Linked DNA regions of Ovis aries: region 1 is linked to region 2. A link is a contact called in public Hi-C data. All regions are on one chromosome and are shown on one strand. Each heading gives the region's core, a stretch centred on a gene start, on an enhancer-like site or on the middle of the called end of the contact. The rest is flanking DNA. Distances are from core to core; before and after follow the strand shown.

Region 1 (7,203 bases), core at 3,427-5,926, 220 kb before region 2:
CCCTTCACTAAGCATCAGCTCCACGTGGCCCAACCCATCCCCCAGGGAGGAGAAGAGCAGCAGCCCAGTGAGATCCCAGGTGCGGAAGCGAAAAGAGACTGCGAGGCGGCCGCGGCGGGGGAAGCCAGGCACTTGCACGAAGTTGTGAGGACCTCCGAAATTGATGGGATGAGGAACCGGGTCCAGGCAACGGAATGCCACCTTACCCTGGGGACCCAAGTGAGGATGCATCAGCACCCTGGCCTCTGTGAGGAGCCAGGTTCCCTGGGTGTACCTCCCCAGCCTCACCCCGCCCAGAAACACGTCCAGGTGTGGAGAGGTCTCCAGCCACCAAGTCAGCCGTCAGGACCTACATCATCTCCTGATCATCTCAGGAGCGCCTGATTAGCTCCTGAGTTGGAGTAGGGGGGACCACATAATACCTAAACAGCCCTCAAGTCCCTCCTCAGACTGCGCTGTGTGACCCCTGGCCGAGCCACTCCGGGCCTCCACACCGTATTCTCTTCATTTATAACTGAGGAGATGGTGAGACCAGACCGCAGCTTTTAACTAGGCGGGAGCGGGGTTGGGAGCTGGCCTTTTGCAACTCCTGTGAGTCAGTGATGCCCCGCCCCCAACGTGAGCAGCTGGCCAGGGAGAGGGCTCCTCAGCTTTTAGATGATTCTCAAGATCTCTCCCCGCTCCACCCACTTGTTCCGGGTGGCTTTTGATGCCCCGTCCTCCCAGATCTCCCTGCCCACTGGCCTCGAAGGTGATCCGGGAATGGCGCCGCACGGCCAAGTCTGCGATGTTGACTCGGTTGAAGATGACGTTTTCAATGCAGCCGCGGAAATTATGCCGATAGGCAAGGTTCTTCTGCGCGGCGCCCACCAGCCCCCCGATGAACATCTGTGGGCGGGGTGAGGAGTAAGCTTCCCTAGATGTGGCAGCGTGCGCGCCTTTCTCGCGCTCCCGCTCAGGCTGAGGTCTGAGACACACGTTGCCCCAGTATCGGTATTGAAGCTGGAAGCTCGCTGGGCCTCCTGAGGCTTGGGTTTTAGCCCTGACCCCACCACAAATTGGCTGCATGCCCTTGGGTAAGTCGATGAACTTGTCTGGGGTTCTTTATCTGCATATCAGGGCCAGGAGAGGGCAATTTTCTCATCTTGCCTGATCCCCCAAATCCAGATTTCTAGACTCCATCTCAGCAGCTCTGGGGTGGAGCCCGGAAATCGGCATGCTAACACCAGCAACAACAACAAAACCCAAGCTTTTCTGGCAGTTTGCCAACTCTTGTTAGCATACTCAGAAAGCAGAGTCTTACCTCTGAATGAAGTGCCGCCCCCCACCGGCCCACCCAGCATCTCACTTAACCAAATGGCTCCTCCCCTCTTTGCTCACCTCGTTGTCCAGGTTCAGTCTCTCGAAGTCGCCATTGAGCACGAAGCGCTGCACGTAGCCGTCCAGGGTGAGATTTGCCTCACGGCCAAATCGGTCGACACGCACGTAATGCCAGTGCTGGTCATTGAGGACGCCGCCAGCGCTCACGGTCGTGTGACCCGGCCTTGGCTGGATGGGGCTGCTGCCTGAGGGTGGGGTAGGGCTGGGTCAGACTGGGAACCTGGACCCTATCGCCCAGCAACACCCCCAGGCGGAGCAACAGCCTGCAACACAGAGGAGGAACTGCTCAAGGCCCAGGACGGCCAGGGAGGGTGGGCACACAGAGACTGGACCACCCTCAGCCTGCGATGGATCGGTAGCCCTTGGCAAGTACGGACTTAGTCATTTAACCCCTCTGACAGAGTCGGACACGACTGAAGCGACTTAGCAGCAGCAGCAGCAGAGCCTCTGTCTTCCTATCACTAAAACGGGGCACGATAGCTGGTTCTACCTCATCATGGGCATATTGTGGAAAGCGAATGAGATACAAAATAACAACGCTTCAGGAGTGTGTGTGTATGTGTGTGTGTGTGCGCGCGCGCACCTGTATACCTATACACAATGTTTTTATAATGAGGAAACAGACTGGGAAAGTGCTTGTCCAAGGTCACACAGCTGGTAGGTGCTAGGTGCTGGAATCCGCTTGTCCTAATTCCCAGTCCAGAGTTTCGCAAGCACCAAATTTTACACGAAGAAGGCAGATGGGTCCAAACAGTTAAGGAAGGGGAAGATAAGGAATGGGGCGCGGCTTCGCGGAGGAGGTGCGACAAGGGACGTGGGAGGAGAACCTGGGGCTCCGCGCCGCGGCCGCGAGCTCACCCAGGCTCATGTGCAGCAGCAAGTGCGCCCCCTGCAGCTCGAGTGTCACGTAGTCGCCCTGGGCGCCCTCGGCGTGCAACAGGAGCCCGTCCTTTTCTTCGGTTTTGAAGCTGAAGGCGAACACGTCCCACAGACTCCGGCTGACCCCTCTCGGGAAGCGGTACGAGATGGCATCATCGCCATCGAAATACAGCACGTCGGACTCTGCGGGAAGGACCGTAGGTGGGGCGGGGGCCAGGGGATTCTGTCTCCCGCCCCCACCAAGACCCCGCACCCTTACTGTAAGGGCAGCCGTAGAGGCCAAGCCTCAGGCCGATCTTGCCGCGCGGGTTCCAAGCCAAAGGCACGATGCGGATGTAGCGCGCGGTGAAGTGATAGTGCAGGTCGTGGCGAACTACCGCCGACTCGTTCATGTTACCGAAGAAGGTCTAAGGGCAAGGGGAGAGCGGTGACCACGTTCCCACCCTCTGCTTGCTTTTCCATAGCCTCCCAGCCCGCAGCTGTCGCATCCAGCTAATCTCGACCTTTGGAAGGCAGACACTCCTTATCTCCTCCGCCTTCCTGACTTTACAGTTTCCCTAGCCTAGAGCGTCTTCTCCACCATCCCAGTATTTCCTCAGAGGTCAACTCAGATGTCGCCTCCTCCAAGAAGCTCTCCCAGATTTTACCTTGAAGTATGTTAAACGGCAAGCAGACGGTCCTTCTGGACTGAGTCCCTGGAGCGAAAGTCACTGCTCCTCATCTGTGCCCTCACCACCACCTCCTCCCCCTCCCCCCAAATGTGCCCAGCCCAGCCCAGGTCACGGAGTTGAGAAGGTTCCCCAAGCGTGTGTGCAGGGAGCCTGGAGTACCGCGTTGTGCCCTTGCTGATAGAACGGTGTCCAGCTGTCCACTCGGTCGCCGTAGAGCAGCATGTAACGTGTGACCCAGTCCCACGAGTTAAAGGAGCCCTGCGTGGCCACAGCCCGAATCCGGTGCTTCTTCATTAGGTCGATCTGGAGCCAGGGATTTGGGTCCCCAATCCGGGGAGACCATCCGCTTATTCCTACAGAAGGGACAAAGGCTTTCACCACTGGCTCCCCCTTTACCTCTAGCCCTTCAGAGTCCCTCACCCCACCATGGGGCACCACCGTGCTCACCGTGCAGCCGGGCAAAGCGGGGCGCAGTGAAGAGCCCATAGTAGGAGGAGGCGCCCAGGGAGCGTGCATACAGGGGCCCGACCAGCTCCTCATCGCAGCCATCTGGGTTGCAGGAACAGACATGTTTATCAGGGCGGCCCCTCCCAGTCTTTCCAAAGGCCCAGAACGCTGAGCAACTGGCGCTCCATCTTCACTCCCCCCAGTGCAGACCCAGCCCTAACTTAAACCACCTGCTCAACTTGGCCTGCAGCTACAGCTGCACACTGAGGGGAAGCTGGCTTCTCCTCCTGGGGGAACCCCTAGGTCAGACCCTCCCAAGGACCAGTTGGAGTTCAGTACTCCCCAGAACACAATCCCATACCTCAGCATCTTTCAGAACCTGAGTCACCCCAAGACATCAATCCATCCCCAGACTTAGCCTCAGTCCCATTCAGCAGCACCCGCAAACGTGCACGGAGCCCAAATGCAGGCCTAGCCCCAACCCCAGCCAGTCCTAGCGCCACCAGTTCCATGTCCAAATTTAGCATCGTATAGGCTCACCAAATACTGCCTGGATCCCAACCCCCATATCCAGCCCCAGCCTTAGCCGCAAACCCCAAACGCTGGTCCCTGGGCCAGCTCCAAGCCCAGCCCCAGTCCCCTTAACCCTAGCCCGAGTCACCGGTACCACTCTTATTCCCAACCCTCAAACCCGGCACTCGCTCCCGCTTGGATCCCAGCCCCAAGTCCCCGCCCGGGCCGACTCTATCTTCAGCTCGGAGCCCAGCCCCAGCCCCAGGCGCGCGCGCCAGCCTCGGAGCTGCATTGCGGAGCGCGGGGGAGAGGCTGCAAAGGATGAAAGCGCGCGAGTGCGCGCCGGCCGAGAAGCGACCCGCGACCACCCAGCCGCAATGCGGTGCGGGACCCGCCCTGCAGACCTCGGACTCCCGGGCCTAACCCCGCCTGCCTGCGAGCCCTGCACTCACAGTAGCCCCAGCCCCGGGCTCCTGAGACCGCGGCGAGTAGGATGCAGAAAACCCGGAGATGCATCATGCAGGGCTGACGGGTCTCGGCGGCCGCCTTCCAGTGCCCGGCTCCGGCTAGGGCTCCAGTTTCAGCTTGGGCTATCCTCCTGGGTTTTTGCAACGAATGGCTGTCTCTCCCCCTTACCCACCCCTCTCTCTTCCCACTCTCCCCCAGCCCTTCTTTCTTGTCTCCTTAGGTGCCGTTCCTGCTTCTCTGCTGTTCTCTCTTCTCCTTCCACCCTCTCTCACCTCCCCCCTTCCCCAGCCTCGCTCTCCTGGCACGCGCCGCTTTCCCAGACCCCGCGCAAGCGCGCGCCTCAGCCCCGCTGCGAAAGGGCGGGGGTAGAGAGCCTCCCGCCACCGGGAAATACCCTGAATAACCCGAGGCTGACAGGGACTGTGGCCGCAAAGATGGGGGAAGGGAGAAAGGGCCGGCTGGGGGATCCTGGAAAATCCAAGAAGAGAGATGGAAAGGGAGGGTGCTTGGAGATAGGGAGAAGTGTAAGTAGAAAGAATCTAACATTTTCAGACAGCAAATTCTGCTCCAGGCACGCGTGCTAGGCACCTTCATTACCCTGTGAATTCTGCATTTTTACCTCACTCCATTTTGCAGATGAAAAACCTGAGGCTCAGAGAGGTAAAAAAAAAAAAAAAAATTATTCAGATCCCACAGGTAGCTACCAAGTGATAATATTCCAAAACACATTCTTTTTCTACTGGCAAGGTAAATTATTTTTTTTAGGAGGTAGAATAGGAAAGTTAGGTAAAGAGGGCCCACAGACCCTCATCCCCACCTCCGTCTCAGCCCTTCTCCCCGCCCCTTCCTTCCTGTCCCATTAGTTTATAACTTCTCTCCCCGGTGGCTTTACCTCAGAAACTTGAGTAGCCAGAGATGGGGACTGAGCCCGCAGAACAGGTGGGAGTGGGGGCAGGGGGGAGGAAAGGGTTACAGGGAGGGAGGGTAAATGTGAACGGATGGGATTCCCCACCTGGCACCAGGCCTCTGCCTTCCTATGACCTACCTAGGATGCCTGGAACCCTCTGGAACCAGGGGTCCTCCAGATAGAAGGGGCTAGTAATGAGAGGCTGGGGTTGGGGGACACGACTGGGGATGAGAGGAAGGGTGAGCTGAATCTTTAGGTCTAAGGTCCTAACTGAGCCCAGAAAACCTGAACTCCAACCCTTACATCATGAGTAGTTCAGTGAACCTTGTACTGGAAGCTTAGGGGTGGGGGGTGAGGAGGAGAGAAGGGAAAGGAGAGAGAGAAAACGATTCTCCAGACCAAGCAAGAATTCCAGGGACCAAGTGTGAGGCAAAGTCTGAATATGGGTGTTCTTCCAGGAGATGGCGCTGCAAAAGAATGGAAGCTCTTAAGATTTATTAATAATACAGACGCTGGGCCCTTCAGAGAGCACAGATGCTTCACATTCATTATCTTCCTTATTTCAAACAATCCTTGTTTCAAACCACCCCTGGGGATTTCTGATCTCCACATTACCTATTAGACAGGTGGAGAGCCAGAAAAGCAAATGATTTGCTCAAGGTCACCCAGGAAGCTGGATGTAGGGACAGGAGGGGTGTGCCGGAAGTCAAGGCCTGTCGAGGATATGCTAGGAAGAGTTTAGAAAAGAGTTTATGTCTTCGCCCTGTGTACTGTACCATTGTACCTGGTCACACACAGGCTCTTAGCTTGGAATGCTTGTGTGGGAGGGGGAGCCGTGTGGTTGAGGCTTGTCTCATAAGATCTCTTCTTGTTATGGCTTCCTCAGGTCTCCTGGGGACCGTACTCTGGGGAGGATGAGGAGGCATATTCGGTTGAGCCCTTGCCAGAGCTCTGCTACAAGGCGGACGTCCAGGCCTTTAGTCGCGCCTTCCAACCCAGTGTCTCCCTGACGGTGGCTGCACTGGGTCTGGCCGGCAATGGCCTGGTCCTGGCCACCCATCTGGCGGCCCGACGTGCTGCCCGCTCACCCACCTCCGCCCACCTGCTCCAGCTGGCCCTGGCCGACCTTCTGCTGGCCCTGACCCTGCCCTTTGCCGCAGCCGGGGCTCTGCAAGGCTGGAGTCTGGGAAGTGCCACCTGCCGTGCCATCTCTGGCCTCTACTCGGCCTCCTTCCACGCCGGCTTCCTCTTTCTGGCCTGTATCAGCGCCGACCGCTACGTGGCCATTGCGCGGGCCCTCCCAGCTGGACCGCGGCCCTCGGCGCCCGGCCGTGCACACTTGGTCTCAGTCATCGTGTGGCTGTTGTCGCTGCTCCTGGCGTTGCCCGCTCTCCTTTTCAGCCAGGATGGGCACCGGGAAGGCCAGCGGCGCTGTCGTCTCATCTTCCCCGAGGGCCTCACGCAGACGGTGAAAGGGGCGAGCGCCGTGGCGCAGGTGGTCCTGGGCTTCGCGCTGCCGCTGGGCGTCATGGCGGCCTGCTATGCGCTGCTGGGCCGCACGCTGCTGGCCACCAGGGGGCCCGAGCGCCGGCGCGCGCTGCGCGTCGTGGTGGCCCTGGTGGCGGCGTTCGTGGTGCTGCAGCTGCCCTACAGTCTCGCCCTGCTATTGGATACTGCCGACCTCCTGGCGGCCCGCGAGCGGAGCTGCCCCGCCAGCAAGCGCAAGGATCTGGCACTGCTGGTGACCGGGGGTTTGGCCCTAGCCCGCTGCGGCCTCAACCCGGTGCTCTACGCCTTTTTGGGCCTGCGCTTCCGCCAGGACCTGCGGAGGCTCCTCAGGGGTGGGGGCTGCAGTCCAGGGCCTCACCCCGGCGGCGGCCGCTGCCCCCGCCGACCCCGCCTTTCTTCCTGCTCGGCTCCCACTGAGACCAACAGTGT
Region 2 (7,453 bases), core at 4,047-6,546:
TGAGTGAACTCTGGGAGATGGTGATGGACAGGGAGGCCTGGCGTGCTGCGACTCATGGGGTCACAAAGAGTCGGACGCTACTGAGTGACTGAACTGAACTGAACTGATGGTTTCTACTGTACAGCGAAATGAACCAGCCACACATAGACAAATGTCCCTCTCTTTTGGACTTCTTTCACATTGAGGTCACCACCGTGCATTAAGTAGAGTTCCTTGAGCTCTACAGTATAGTCTCGTCATTTATCTATTTTCTACATAGTATGGATTTGTTTTTTAAGTGACATTATTTTAGTGGTGATGAAAATATTCTAAAATTGATTATGGTTACCACCTTTGTGAATGTACTAAAAACCATTGAAACTGTACGCTTTCAGTAAGTGAATTGTATGGTCTGTGAGCTATATCTCAATAAAGCTACTGGTTATTGTTTTTTAATTTTTTAACTAGTTTTAAAAGCTTTTTTTTTTTTAAGACTATGAGAGAAAGAAAAAAAAAAAGCAAACAGGACAAGAAATACTGTGAATAAAAACAATAAGGACTTCCCTGGCGGTGCAGTGGTTAAGAATCCATCTGCCGACGCAGGGGACACAGGTTCAATCCTGGGGGTGGGAAGATTCCACATGCTGCAGAGCAACTAAGGCCGTTTGCCACAACTGTTGAAGCTCACACGCCCTAGAGCCCATACTCCACAGCAAGAGAAGCCACTGCAATGAGAAGCCTGTTCGCTACAACTAGAGTAGCCTCTACTCACCACCACTAGGGAAAGCCTGGGCAGCAATGAAGACCCACCATGGCCTAAAAATAAATAAATAAACATTTAAAATAAATGAATAAAATAGTATAATTATAAAGGTAATAATAATACGGCTTCACAAAGGTCAAGAGGGAGAGTCTTAATGGCAAGTGGATCACTAGTGCTAAATGTTGTGGAGAGTTCAAGTAAAATTAGAAAAGAGATAATTGGTAGAATATGGAATTTATTCGTGATTTTTAAGTGCTCTTTTAGTAGAAAGGAAGCCACCTTTTTGGATTAACTGAAGAAATTTAAGGACTGAATTGGGAGTAAGGGATATGCAGTTTTAGAAAACAATGAACCTGAACGGGAGAAAATGAACGACCCAACCTTGGAAGGTCAGGGAGGGAAAACCAGTTAAGACTGCAGTGTTGGTTTGTCTGTGTGTGTGTGTTTTTTTTTTTTTTAGGTTAAGAGACCAGTGCATGCTGAAGGTAGAGGGGACAAAATAAACAATAATTAATTAATTAATGGAGAAGGCAATGGCACCCCACTCAAGTACTCTTCCCTGGAAAATCCCATGGATGGAGGAGCCTGGTGGGCTGCAGTCCATGGGGTCGCTAAGAGTCAGGCAGACTGAGCGACTTCACTTTCACTTTTCACTTTCATGCATTGGAGAAGGAAATGGCGACCCACTCCAGTGTTCTTGCGTGGAGAATCCCAGGGACCATGGAGCCTGGTGGGCTGCCGTCTATGGGGTCACACAGAGTCAGACACGACTGCAGTGACTTAGCAGTAATTAATGAACAATTTTCATTGCTTTCTGGCTCAGGAAACTTATCCTATACATTAAAGTTTGAAGGAAAAGAAAGAATGGATTTTTTTAAAGATATTTTTTATGTGGACCATTTTGAAAGTCATTGCATCTGTTACAATATTGCTCCTGTTGTATGTTCTCATTTTGGCCTCGAGGCATGTGGGATATTAGCTCCCTGACTAGGGATCAAATCCACACTGCTTGCCTTGGAAGGGGAAGTCTTAACCATTGGACCACCAAGGAAGTCTCAGGCATTTCTGAAGAAGAGAAATATGTAAATATTACAGGCACTTTTCATATACGTCAGAGGGGCAAGAATTGTGCCTATGAGTCTAGGGAGAAAAACATTACTGCTGTCTGTGGCAGCTGTGAGCCAGCTGCTGAGGACTGGTTTTCCATTCGAGATGGTTTCTCCGATGTGAAGACACATCATTCATCATTCATCCCAATCATTTATAATTAACGAAGCACATTGTCTCCCTAGGATTCTCCAGCACGTATCCAAAACGGAAGGGACCACACTGCAGGTTGCACCCCTCACACCTCGTTGGTGCTCCCTCAGTGTAAGCTGGTAAGATTTAAGGCAGAACCTTGATAAAAGAATGCCTGGCTACTCCCCCAGCCCCCACCTCATGTCCCTGCAGAAAGGGAGGGGGTGGAAAGGGACGGGAGGCTGTACCCTGTAAACCCTTCTCTACTCTCCCAGGAAGTGGGGACAACCTTCCCTGAGCTGCTGGAGCACCTTCCACTTTGTATCAGAAACTATTTATGCATCTGTCACCCCTGCTACGCTATGAGCTTCTGAACAGGAGGGACTGGGCTTTTTTGAAGTTCCCAGCCCGGTAGCTGGCTCCTGGCAAGTAGTCACACTTTGCTGAACAGATGGATGGATAGAGCAACACGAGAGAGAGCTGTGAGATTCCAGCTGCTGACAGGGTTGCATCCTGGTGTTCTTTTTCTGGGCCAAAGGGTTGTTTGTTTCCACCTCTCTATCCCTTTTCCAGACTGCCTCACCAGCTGAAAGCACACAATGGAACAGTGTGCCTTTCAGCAAATAGAGTGAGCAATGGAAAATGCAAAGCATCAACCCTGAATGCAAGCTGTGGCAGGCCGGACACGATTCCAAATGAAGAGAAACTGCTTATTTTCACTGAAACGGAGTGAAGTTCCTCTGGGAAGGATTGTTTGGCTCCCATTCTGAGTGCCGGTATTAATAGAGCTGGGGCACCCAGGCTCAGCACGCCCCCTGTTGGATTTAGCTGACATTTAGTAACAAGAGGAACCGGAGAGCATCCTGTCTGATGCAAATCCAGGCGAGCAGCAGGAGGGCTCTTTCTGCGAAATTCTCAGAGCCATCAGATGAGTCAGAGACATATTCACTAGACTATCCCTGGGATATAATTTGACTCATAAAAAAATATGGACATTCTTTTTTGAAGACCAGAAATCCCTTCCTGATGGGAGAGTCAGAATGGCATGGACTTGATTCTTTTTATGCATGCAACCACAAAAACAAATCATCCCCAAAAACTTCTCTTCAGGATCCCCCAATGTAATCTGTATATCTCCATTGATAGACAACTGGTTAAATAAGTATAGTACACCCTTCCCCGGCGACTCAGTGGTAAAGAATCCACCTGCCAATGAGTTTGATCCCTGGGTCAGGAAGATCCCCTGGAGAAGGAAATGGCAACCCACTCCAGTATTCTGGCCTGGAAAATCCCATGGACAGGGGAGCCTGGTGGGCTACAATCCATGGGGTCACAAGGAATTGGACACAACTTACCGACTAACCACACCCATGCACATTGGAAAACAAGGCCTCTCTTGTACTGATCTGAACAATCTGCAAGATATATATTAGTAACTGACAAAAAAGCAAAGTGCTGATATACATATATGGTGTGCAAAGACTTCCTAGAGAAGATTCCACAAGAAAATAATAATTGTTGTCCCCTGAACCAGAAATTAAGTTTGCTTCAGATAAGAATAGAAAGAAAACTTCTTTTCACTATATTTCTTTGTGTGCTATTTGCAATTTGTATCTTATGTGGCACCTATGAAAGCTAATCAATATTTTAAAAATAAGAACCTTATGAAGGTCCAGTTAGTCTCCTTACTGTCACTCTTCTTTCTCTCCAGAAGTCTTGTCAATTCTCAGTGGAAGGAACTTAAAGTGTTATAACACATTTTTTTTTTATCAAATTCTAAAATCAATAGGTAATCTGTGTTCTAGTATATAAATACATGTGGTTTTATATACCAGTTCATTCTATTTGAATTTCAGACAAAAAAGCCACTTGTTTCTGTGGAAACAGCAACTGAAGTGTCAGGGGAAATATTCTATTCAATAGCTGTTGGGACTATTCCAGATGATTCCAGGCTATCCCAGACAGTGGGTTCCTCAGCTTCTTTCTAGGTTGGTGGCTTCTCTGACTGGATTAATAGGGCATGGCAATTTTTCATGCTTCCTAAAGATAATGCATGCCAGATGAGAAGTGACCTTTTGCCAAGATCATCATTGATCCAGCTGGGGAAACCCAAGGTTGGTTTCCTAACCAGGGAAAAGGTTTGCAGCTTTTCTGGGGGAAAGGGGGCTGGTACTGCTCCAGTGCTGTGCTAGAGAGTAAAACTGGGGAGAATGGGCATTGTCTCCTGGACTTCTTGATCCTGCTCAGAACTGCCTGCTCCTTCGTACCCATCATAGTGGGAAATATATTTGTAGGTTGACAGGCAGGTGGCACAAATGGGTGGCAGCATCTGCCCCTCCCTGTGCTGGTGAAAGATACAGCCTGCTAAGATGGAAAGTGCCAGAGGGGGGTCCTGACACCTGGTTTGAGCTCCAAGCTAAGGTGAAGTTGCTGGCAAACCTCCTGGCAAGTCATTTGCCCTCTCCAGACCCTCTGTTTCCCGTTTGTCAAATGAGGAGGTGGGGTCTGATATTTCTGCAAAGCGCCATAGTCTCTGGGCTCCAGAGAGATGGGTGAACTCCCTGTCCTGCTCTCTGGGCTCAGTGTCAGCCAGGCCTCTGGGGCAAGCAGAAACACAGAGAAAGGTGGATTTTAGAAAGAGATGAGTAAAAAGCTCTAGTTTCTATTTTATTGTCCATCTTTATCCTCCTCTGTTAGGATAATTCTAAGAGGGACCTAGAGGAGCTTGGAGGCTCCTCAGCACCACGGTGGCTCTAACGTGTAAGTTCTTCCCTTCCTTCGCAAACGACCCCTCAAGCTTTCTCGAACAGTGCTGGGTAACTTGATGGGGTGGGTAGTCAGAGGTCCCTTAGACGAGGCTGTGGAAGCCATAGATCCTTTCCCTCTCTAAAACGGGACACCGGCAAACACAATAGTTTGCTCGTAATTTCAGGATATCCTGTCCCACCTGACGACCTGCTCTGTAACTTAAAAGGCGGAGGCGGGTTTGCGGGTGAGAGAAAACAAGCGGGAGGGAAAAGCAGAGCAACACTCCAGGACCTGTTTCCCTTCCCAAGCGCACATTCCTCCGCCCCAGGCCCGCTCCCGCCGCCTCCACTGCCAGCGGAGGCCCTGGTCTCCCGTTCCAACTATTCCAACCATGCTAGGAAGGGTGGGGCGCTCGGCTCTTGGGTCCCCCTGGGCTGCCCCTCCTTCTCCAGCATCGGTCTCCCCTTCTGCCCCGGTCCCTCCCTTTCTGGGTTCGGGCCAGCCAATGGGCGACGAGCCTCCGGGGTTTGGCCTGGGATTCGGGGAACTCACCGATCCCCCGCCCCACAGTTCTGGCCACCATCCCGGTGCGCACGGACGTGGCTCGAGTTTCCTCCGCGCTCTCTCTCGCTCTTCCTCTTCTCCGGGTCTCCCGCTCCCGCTTCAGCTCCACCCGGCCGGCCCCGCACGGCTCCGGGCAGCCATGGAGGACACCCAGCTCCACATCATCGAGCAGCCGCTTTCCGGGTACCCCGACACCGGGGACCAGGGGTCCTCCACCATGGGGGCTCCGGCGGCCGAGGAGCCGTCGGGGGCCGGCTCTGAGGAGCTGATCAAATCAGACCAGGTGAACGGCGTGCTGGTACTGAGCCTTCTGGACAAAATCATCGGCGCCGTCGACCAGATCCAACTGACCCAAGCTCAGCTGGAGGAGCGGCAGGCGGAGATGGAGGGCGCCGTGCAGAGCATCCAAGGCGAGCTGAGCAAGCTGGGCAAGGCGCACGCCACCACGAGCAACACGGTGAGCAAGTTGCTGGAGAAGGTGCGCAAGGTCAGCGTCAACGTGAAGACCGTGCGCGGCAGCCTGGAGCGCCAGGCCGGCCAGATCAAGAAGCTGGAGGTCAACGAGGCCGAGCTGCTGAGGCGCCGCAACTTTAAAGTCATGATCTATCAGGTGAGCTGGCGGGCGGACCGCGCCCAGAGGCCCGGCGTCCCCCGCCCGGGGATCCGGGTACGGAGATCTGCCCGCGGCGCGGCTCTTGCGGCAGCCTGACCCGGCGCGGGGGATCCACCCTCTTTCTACGAGCGCTGCTGGGGTGGAGTGGGGTGGGGTGGCGTGGGTGGGCGGGCGGCGGGCTCCTGGAGCGCTCAGAGGGGCGCGCAGTGCACACCGCGGCTCCTCACCCAGCCGCTACCTCCGGTGTCCAACGCGTAGCGGAACCGAGTTAGGGGGCTGGACTCAGGGACACTGCGCCCCGCAGATCGCTCCCGACCTGGCTTGTCAAAAGTCTTCCTACTTGGAGGGAGTTTTGGGGAGAGCCGGGGTGCCTGGCGACCACTGGGGCCCGCTGTAAGCGGACACGGGCGGCGCGGCCCGGGTTTGGGGCCTCCGGCGCTGCCCGCCCGATATAGCGGGTGATTCAGGGCTCAGGCACGCACCGCGGGGGCTGCGCCAGGCGAGGGACGCGGCTGCCAGCACGCCCCCACAGACCCCGCATCGGCCTCGGCCGCCCACGCCGCCCCTCGCCGCGATCCTCTCCCGCCTCCCGGCACTTTCGGCCTTTAGGGACACCCTAACCCGCGGCGCGCCCCTACTCCTCCGCCTGTTGGAAGCAGCCGCGCGAGGGTGGTGGCCCGCGGCGTGAGGAGTCCTGAAGGGGCTGGTGGAGGGGAGGGGACAGCACCCCCCACCTCGGCCCCGCGGTCGGGGCGCGGTGAATCACCCCGCATGCCTGCGGGGGCGGCCGAGGAGCCGGAGGACAAGCGGCCGGAGGCTGGCGCGCCCCAGGCTCCGCCCAGTAAGCTTGTTGCTTCCTTTGCACCTCTCCCCGTTCTTCCCGCCTGGAAAAAAATGGGAGTTTTTGTATCCTAACCCCAAGTAAACCAGGGCATCTCAGGATCGCTGCTCTTCTCCACTCTGTCGCCCAAATTCCATTAGGGGCGGGTCTGAGCCGAGGGCTCGGTGATCTTGGGTGGGGTGGGAACGTGCCCAGCCTCGTATTTCTGCTTCCCTCGGGCCTGGTTGATGTTCCCACCCCAAGGAGGTGCGATCGTGGGGGCCGAGGGGTTAGTCTATGTCCCCTCGCTCCCCTCCCCGCACCGAAGGGAATGGGAAAAAAAGAAGGCCCGGTTTCCCACATCCCCCCAGGGAGAGGGCCTCTGTCCAGGAGATGTGGTTTCACTGACAGCTCAGAGGCCCTCCTTAGCTGTGTTCTGAGTGACCATCAGGGATGCCGCGAGGTCTTTGGTTTGGTCAATGTGGTGGAGCTAAGAGAAACGCAGATTGAAACAAGCAAGTTCTGGGGCAGTAGATATAAGTGAGCTGGCACTCGTATGAGAATAAGGTGGTGGGACAGAGGCTGCAAGGTTGCTCTCCGCTTTCTCTTCCCCCCAGGAACTCCTCCCAAGAGGTACTCAACCTTTAAACAGTTTACAACACCGCCCCCCCCCCCACCAATATAGCACTAACTGATAGAAAACATTTGCCCAGAATTGTTTCTGCTT

Evidence for each region. Hi-C and Micro-C count contacts between places; a contact is called where the count stands out from the background.
Region 1: a contact with region 2 is called in a Hi-C map of muscle, with 4 times the contacts expected there. The contact joins the promoter of CNTNAP1 here to the promoter of CAVIN1 in region 2. A contact is called at or near these places in 2 of 16 Hi-C or Micro-C datasets (muscle and skin fibroblasts).

What each region holds. Positions count from the first base shown.
Region 1 is chr11:42,473,618-42,480,820 of ARS-UI_Ramb_v3.0, reverse strand. It overlaps CNTNAP1 (contactin associated protein 1), which reads right to left and starts at 4,676. Exons shown (of 24, transcript XM_004013400.5): 1 at 4,343-4,676; 2 at 3,378-3,479; 3 at 3,090-3,283; 4 at 2,519-2,666; 5 at 2,239-2,442; 6 at 1,381-1,565; 7 at 745-888; 8 at 1-207. The coding sequence starts at 4,409. CCR10 (C-C motif chemokine receptor 10) reads left to right here and starts at 5,274. Exons shown (of 2, transcript NM_001040287.1): 1 at 5,274-5,297; 2 at 6,152-7,203. The coding sequence starts at 5,274.
Region 2 is chr11:42,250,841-42,258,293 of ARS-UI_Ramb_v3.0, reverse strand. CAVIN1 (caveolae associated protein 1) reads left to right here and starts at 5,296. Exons shown (of 2, transcript XM_027974504.2): 1 at 5,296-5,903. The coding sequence starts at 5,433.